2 separate regions of the Rattus norvegicus genome follow, and region 1 is linked to region 2. The links are chromatin contacts, called in public Hi-C maps. All regions are on one chromosome and are shown on one strand. The core of a region is the stretch at or near the end of the contact, and the rest is flanking DNA. Distances in the headings are between cores, read along the strand shown. Region 1 has its middle 34 kb from the start of Lrrc40. Region 2 holds the start of Ptger3 (prostaglandin E receptor 3).

Region 1 (3,728 bases), core at 426-2,925, 530 kb before region 2:
AGTAGTAACTTAGGATGCATTCAGATGTGATCACACAGCTACCCTTGATGGTGAAGAGCTAGAGTGACTTAGTGTATCTGTGTATTAAGTTAGGAAATGTTTAGCAGAAACATAGCTGCATTTGAAAACGAGATTGTGCACTTGGGGGCAGAAGCAGGTGGATATTGGAGTTCAAGGCCAACATGGTCTACAGAATGAGTCCCAGGATAGCCGGGGCTAACAGAGAAACCCTGTCTCAAAAACTCCAAGAAAATAAAAAATTAATGAGATTGAGTTTTGAAAATACTTAAAGTATTTCCTGACCTCCAGGTACTACTTTAAGCATTCTAGATATCTAGGTTGGGAGGCACTGAAACACACCCCACAGCTGTATTGGCCAGTAACGGAAAGTCTACTTGTTGTAGAAAGTTGATAGTTCCTGCTCCATGGACACTGTCATCTCTTAAACCAGACTTTAGAATCACCCAAACATTTGGGGAAGTGAAAAACAATATACTTTGTTAAACAGACTGTTCTTTTTTATTTTTAATGGTGTACTGATACATGACAAATGATAAAAGCAACTCCAAGTTGTGTCAGCCACACTAAGGCATCTGACATCACAGAGAATCTCTTAAACAGCCACCAAAGAAATGGAGAGAAGAAATTAAATGTTTGAAAAAAAAATAGAGAAGAGCCTTGGGAAATGGCTCAGTATGTAAGGGGTTGACTGCACAACTATGAGGGCTTACGTCAGGACCCTCAGAAAACATATAAATCTGGGCAGGCATGACAGCCTCCTATCATTCCTTGTCTCAGAAAGCAAAGACAAGTGACAGCGCGCGCGCACACACACACACACAGACACACACACACACACCACACAACAGTGCTAGCTGGATTAGCTCTGACTTCAAATGGAAGGCCCTGCTCTCCTAAATATAAGGTGGAAAGAGATTGGGGAAAATATTTGACAATAACTTTAGGCCTCCCCACAGATACATGCACACATGTGATAAAACCAAAGACACACATGCAGAAGAAAGTGGACTAGAATCTTAGTTCTTAGCACCTTACAGGAGTTCTCATGGTTTGGAACATTCGTCTGTGGGATGGATGTGGTAAAATTCCTATACACAGTAGATGGGTGGCCTCTCAGAGGGGCTCAGGTTTACCCCAAAGAATGATCAGTAACAGCAGCGCTCCATGGGGCTGTCAGGATTAGTCCCTCATTGGATTATTTAATCCTGACCTTCATTGGTGGTAGGAATAGAAAGACATTTAGTCTCCATACACCAGATTTTGTGCTCCAACCTGTTTATCATCCTGAGTGGCCAGGTCCCTCACAGATTCCAGAAGTCTCTGAAGAACTCTGAACATTGTCAAAGGCTTTAGTAAGGAGCTCTAACGGAAGGTTAGAGGAACAGCTAGAGGAAGGTTAGAGGAAGGTCAGGAAGTCACAGCTAAATCAAGGCTTCTAGAGAAATGTTTCGCAGGGTGCTGCTTCAGTCAGATTATTTTCTGTTAGACACTGAAGATCACTTCCTGACCATAGCTTAGCTCCAACTGTCCATACTGCTCAGACTCCATGCCTGGTGAATGTAATGGTCGGTTTTGTAATGTGTATTTGAAAGGTCACTCACTAGGTGAGGGCAAATGAAAGCCGTCGCTATGATTTGGAAATCAGCTCTCAGAAGCGGCTGAGTGACCTCCCTTGGACCTTCTGCATGTGTCATGGTGCATTTTAGGATCTGTCGTAGCCAAGGCTTGTGAAAGTAGCTTTTGGGAAGGAAAAGTAGCTTTTTGGGGAAGCTAGGAGGACAAGGGGAGTGGCTCACAGGAGCACAAATGCAGACTCACAACCCATATCAGGGTTGAAATTGCTAGGTCCTCACTGCCAACTTCCCAGCAGGCTGGCTTGAAGATGACAACAGCTCAGGGAGCCTTTGAGCAAGGGAAGAGAAATAAATTCTTATTTCCCTGAAAACTAAATTCTCAGGTGGTTGCCTGACAGGGGAAAGGGAGGATTTTTAAATCATGGCTTTTGTTGATGTTCTCTGGCTTTTTCTTGGGAGGCTGCTTCAAGCAATAAAGTGAGGTATGCAGTAATCCTGTCAGGTGGTACGCCAGGCTGTAAGTCTTCTGCAGGCTGCCTGCTTACCCACACAATTCACATAGGGGCTGAAAACCTTAACTTATCAGGGAAGGAACTAAGTTTTACAGAGTTCCTTTAACCAAATAGGCTTGCTGCTTTCTTCCTGCATCTGCCAAGTCATTCTGGCCATTTTCATTGATCTCACCAGATGAGTAACATTTTAAATCCCAAAGGCTTAAATGGCAATGTAGAAATAACTCCTTATCATTTTTTTCCAATTTAATTCTTCACTCTTTGTCATATTTTCATTTTCGTGCATTAGTTCCCATGACAACAGGTCTGTTGGCAGAGAAAGTGTAACTCTTAGCGTTGATCACAATATAAATTCCTTTCCAGGCAAGTGCCACCTGAACATGCAAAGACTGGAGTTCTCTTGCTAATGACATCTTCTTACCTCTTATATTGATTTCCTATCCCATCCCCCAGCAAAGCTCTTACAGAAAAAAAAAAAAAAAAAAAAAAAAAAAAAGCAAACAAAAACAAAAACATGCAGAGGCCTTCCAGGCAGCTACAGCTTCAAGGATTTAACCTTTGGGTTCTCATGGCTTCCCCATTCCAAGTGTCAAAAATGTGAATGTGTCTATCAGGGATGTACAGAAGACAACTTTCAATCTCTATCAAAACCACCCGGTGTGTCTGAGGAAATCGACATGCCCTGAAACGAGCCTCACATCAGTGTCTGATGGCGAGAGGAGAGGAGAGGCACTTAAGCAGTTTTCCTCCCAGTAAGTCAATGGCAAAAAGGCCAAGCAAGCTCTAAGCTCTTGAAAAGGAGCAGACTCCGGTGGAAAGCAGGCGACATGCTCCCTGTATGGGGGAGGGGGCTGCTTCGGTTCAGACAATTTGTGACCAAGTGTGTAAGAGCAAGCGATTGCATCAAGCTTGGCCATGTGTGCATACGATCCCAGCAATGGAGGTCAAAGGCAGGAGGATTACAAGTTTGAGGCCAGTGTGGGCTACATAGGAAGGACTAGCACGTAAAAGGCCCACTGAAGCTAAAGAAATGGAATGTAGAGATAAAGGTAAGAGGAATAGGCAGAAAGCCCAACCCCAAGATTAAACGTTTGTTTTAAGCTTTAGGCTCCATCATGGCTTGACATTGGCAGTCCCAACCACTGCTTCAGTATCCAGAAGCAACAGGTCTACCGTCAGAAGGACTTACCCAGATATGTGTAGATTTTTTTTTTTAAAGAAAAACTGATGAATTCAGGGGAATGAAATAGATATTAAATAAAAGGTGGTTATCTCAACTACAGTTAGGAAAAACGATCAAATGTAAATGATCTTTTTGCTTAGTCTTATGAGACACTTAAGCACTAAGCCGCTTGTATAAATGTATTTTTGGCTGTTCAAAGGTTATTTTCCTATATTAAGAAGTTTATTAAAACCTTTTATTGCAACTCAGGTTTTGTGTCTCTTAGACACGCATTTTTCTTTGCTAGTTTGTTTTGCACAGCTGGAGTTTCGAGGTTGCATAATGCCTGGGCACTGCAGGTCAGCCGAACCGCCTGATAGCTAGACTAAGGAAGGTACTTGACACATGGACAAACCACATTGTTTCTCATAGCTCTCCATGCCTCTACTACAGTTAGTC
Region 2 (3,374 bases), core at 252-2,751:
GCACAAGACCCCAGTGACCACTCACCAAAAGGTGATGGTGTTATTGTGTGTGTGTGTGGGGGGGTTTGTTATTGGAGAGTCCTCCACTTCGGTGTACACACTACCTACCGGCTTCCTAGGGGCTGCAGCAACTCTGCCTTCCGCCCCTCCCTGCAGACAGTAGCTACCTGAGAACCTTTAGCGCTGGCACAGAGCGACAGCGTGCCAAGAAATCGCTGGAGAGGATGGGGTAACCGTGTGGCTGAAGGTGTAGGAGCGCAGACTTGCCTGGCTCTCAGGTACCGAACTGTCTCAGCGGGATTAAAACTAAAACACAAGTTGGGCTTGAGTTGTCATCACATCTCCATTCAAAACACAAAGGGCAAAGTCAGTCTGCACTGGCTTGAGCAACGTCTGCTCACCTCTGTGCGCAGGCTGTTCGAATCTTCACAAGCGCCTGGCAAGCCAGGGCGGACTCAACTGGCTCTTGGAAGCTTCACAAGCGGCTGAGGCACTTGACTGGAGGCTGCAACCCTGGGCTGCAAGAGCAGCAGAAAGTCTCCCTCCATTTACCGCTCGCTACAAGTTCCCACTGTACCAACTACTTACCAATAGCGGCGACCAGCAGACGGACAGTACACACATGATCCCCATAAGCTGGATGGCCGTCTCCGTGGTGATCCGGCCCCACTGGGCGCTGGACTGCGAGGCGGCGGCTTTGGCCCGGCAGCGGGACACCAGGGCTTTGATGGTCGCCAGGTTGCAGGCAAAGGTCACCACCAGAGCCAGCAAGCCTAGACAGGCGAAGGCGGAGGCAAAGGCCACGCTGCCCGGCTCCCGCGCAGAGTCAGTCTCGTTGCCCGCCGGCCCGGTGCTGATGAAGCACCACGTGCCGGGCCACTGCACGCTGTAGCGGCCCACGCCCAGCACAGGCAGCAGCGCGAAGGCGAGCACAGACAGCCACACACCCAGCAGTACCGCGCGCGTGGCGCGAGTCTTCATGTGGCTGGCATACCAGTGCGGCGCACGGATAGCCAGGGCGCGCTCCACGGCCATGGCGCTGGCCACCAAGAGCGAGGACAGTCCGAACACTGTCATGGTCAGCCCGAAGAAGGTGCACAGGCGCCCCGATGGGTCGAGTTGCTCCCAGCGTCGCTGCGACAGGTACACGAGGATGACCACCGGACTGGTCAGGAGCTGCCCCACCAAGTCGGTGAGCGCCAGCCAGCCAATGCACAGCAGGAAAGACTTTTTGCGTTTGCTCTCCCGGCGTCTATAGCTGCGCGACACAAGCAACATGGCCAGCGCGTTGCCCACGAAGCCAGTGACCATCATGGTGATGGGGAAGGCCACGGACACAGAGCCGCAGCCGTCGGCAGCACTTGACTGGTTGCTGTGCGCTTCAACCGAGTGCTCCGGCGCCCACACGCCGGCCATAGTGGCGGGGCCGCGGTAGGGCGCACAGGGCCGGAGCCTCTGGGCTCAGCTGCGGGGTTGCAGCGGAGCGCGCTGGAGGACGGCGGGGCCCGGGGCTCTGCTCTCCATCGCCCGCCGCCGCCCGCGCTAGGCTGCGGGGACTGGACAGGCGTCGCCCGACGCCGCGCGAGGCTCCTCCCGCGCCTTGGAGCTCGAGGGGCGGTGCCGCGAGTGGGCAGGCAAAGGGCGGTGTCAGCCGGGATTACCTGGCGCCGCGCCCCCTAGGCTGCCTCTTCAACTCTGGGACTCTGTAAAGTGCTCAACAGCCTTTGGGTTACATGATACTGTAACATGTTACATGATACATGATAGGCGAAATCTGACATATTAGTATCTGCGTGAATCGCAATGCTGATTTCTTCTCATGTTTGGCTATCATTGAAGTTGATATATATATATATATATATATATATATATATATATATATATAATTTAGGAAATATATTTTTTACTTTATATATTTTTCTATATAGTATATAATTTAGATAGATAGATACCCACAGCTGGGAAAGAATAGAGATAAGCTTGTGTCTTGTCTTCCTCAAACTATTGCCTTATTTACTTTGGACTAATTCCAAACTCATATTGGTAAAGTATTTTTCTAGGATAATGTCAGTTTAAAAGTGCAAAACCAAAACCAAGTAAGCACACAGGTGAGAGCACATATCAAATTCACATTTTCACTGAGGCATTCCAGTGTAATGATATATTTAAATTTTAAGAGCATTTTGGAATTCATACATCAAAGAAAAATTCTTAGTTATATCAAAGAATTGTATATTTATTAACTGACTTATTTACATTATTGTCTCCCTCTCTATGTTCTACCCCAGTGTGTGTGTGTGTGTGTGTGTGTGTGTGTGTGTGTGTGTGTGTGTGTTATGTGAGTGTGAGTCTGAGCATATTTACATTGAGGTCAGACTTCAGCATCGGGTATCTTCCACTGTGACTCCCACCAGCCTGGTAAGGCCTCGCACACCCCAGCCCAGCAGCCAGCTTTATTTTACTCAGGTGTTGGGAATCCCAAATCAGGTCTTCCTTTGAGTGGCTAGCATTTCCCAGCGCCCTAACGCTTACTGAGAATGCCCACCATGAGAACTTGTGTTGACAAAGATGGTTAATCTCTTAACAAAGTTTCAGAAACCCTTCCCTTCTTGAGGCATTTTCCAGTCAGAGTTATCTACGTTTTAGCTGTTAAGCTTGCAAATAAGTAACTTGTAGGTTCTTCTGGTTGATTTCCTGTTGGTTCCTTTGCTATCTGCCTTAGTTCATCTGAAACAACACTCCCCTCTAGTGGCTAAAAGGCTAACATGCACTATTCTATATTAAAGAGTTTTTTGGTTTGGTTTTGTTTTGTTTTGTTTTGTTTCCTCCAAAAGGATGTCCCTACCCCCAACCCCTACCCCACCAGACCTCCCCACTCCCGGGGGGCCTCAAATCTTTTTCGAGGCATAAGTGCATCTTCTCTCACTGAATCAAGATCCGGCAGTCCTCTGCTGTACATGTTTTGGGGACCTCAGCTGCCTGGTTGGTGGCTTATTGTCTGAGAGATCTGTTCCTACAGGATCAACCTCCTCCTAAGCTTCTTCCAGCTTTCCCTCATTCAACCACAAGGGTTACCAGCTTCTGTCCATTGGTTGGGTTTAAATATCAGCTGCTGCTTGTTGGGCCTTTTGGAGGGTAGTCATGCTAGGCTCCTGTTTGTAAGCACACCACAGTATCAGTAATAGTGTCAGGCCTTGGAACTTCCCCTTGAGCTGGATCCCAATGTGTGCTGATCACTTCCTCTTCTCCATTTTTCACCTGCAGTTCTTTCAGACAGGAACAATTCTGGGTCAGAGTTTCTGACTGTGGAATGGCAACCCCATCCCTCCACTTGATGCCAGTCTTTCTACTGGAGGTGAACTCTACAAGTTCCC

The links. Hi-C and Micro-C count contacts between places; a contact is called where the count stands out from the background.
Region 1: a Hi-C map of hepatocytes shows a contact between it and region 2, with 2.3 times the contacts expected there. The contact joins the enhancer-like site here to the promoter of Ptger3 in region 2. A contact is called at or near these places in 9 of 12 Hi-C or Micro-C datasets (the A7r5 cell line, the Rat2 cell line, Schwann cells and 5 more).

Annotation. Positions count from the first base shown.
Region 1 is chr2:249,792,033-249,795,760 of GRCr8, reverse strand. It overlaps a transcript of Lrrc7 not described here. Among named protein-coding and RNA genes, the nearest start is that of Lrrc40, 34 kb to the right of the region's middle. Within about 2 kb of position 1,675, at least 14 of the 93 cell types and tissues checked have an H3K27ac peak or open chromatin away from gene starts, as enhancers often do. A contact at or near this core is called in hepatocytes and liver, where this site is marked.
Region 2 is chr2:249,263,209-249,266,582 of GRCr8, reverse strand. It overlaps Ptger3 (prostaglandin E receptor 3), which reads right to left and starts at 1,501. Exons shown (of 3, transcript NM_012704.1): 1 at 589-1,501. The coding sequence starts at 1,416.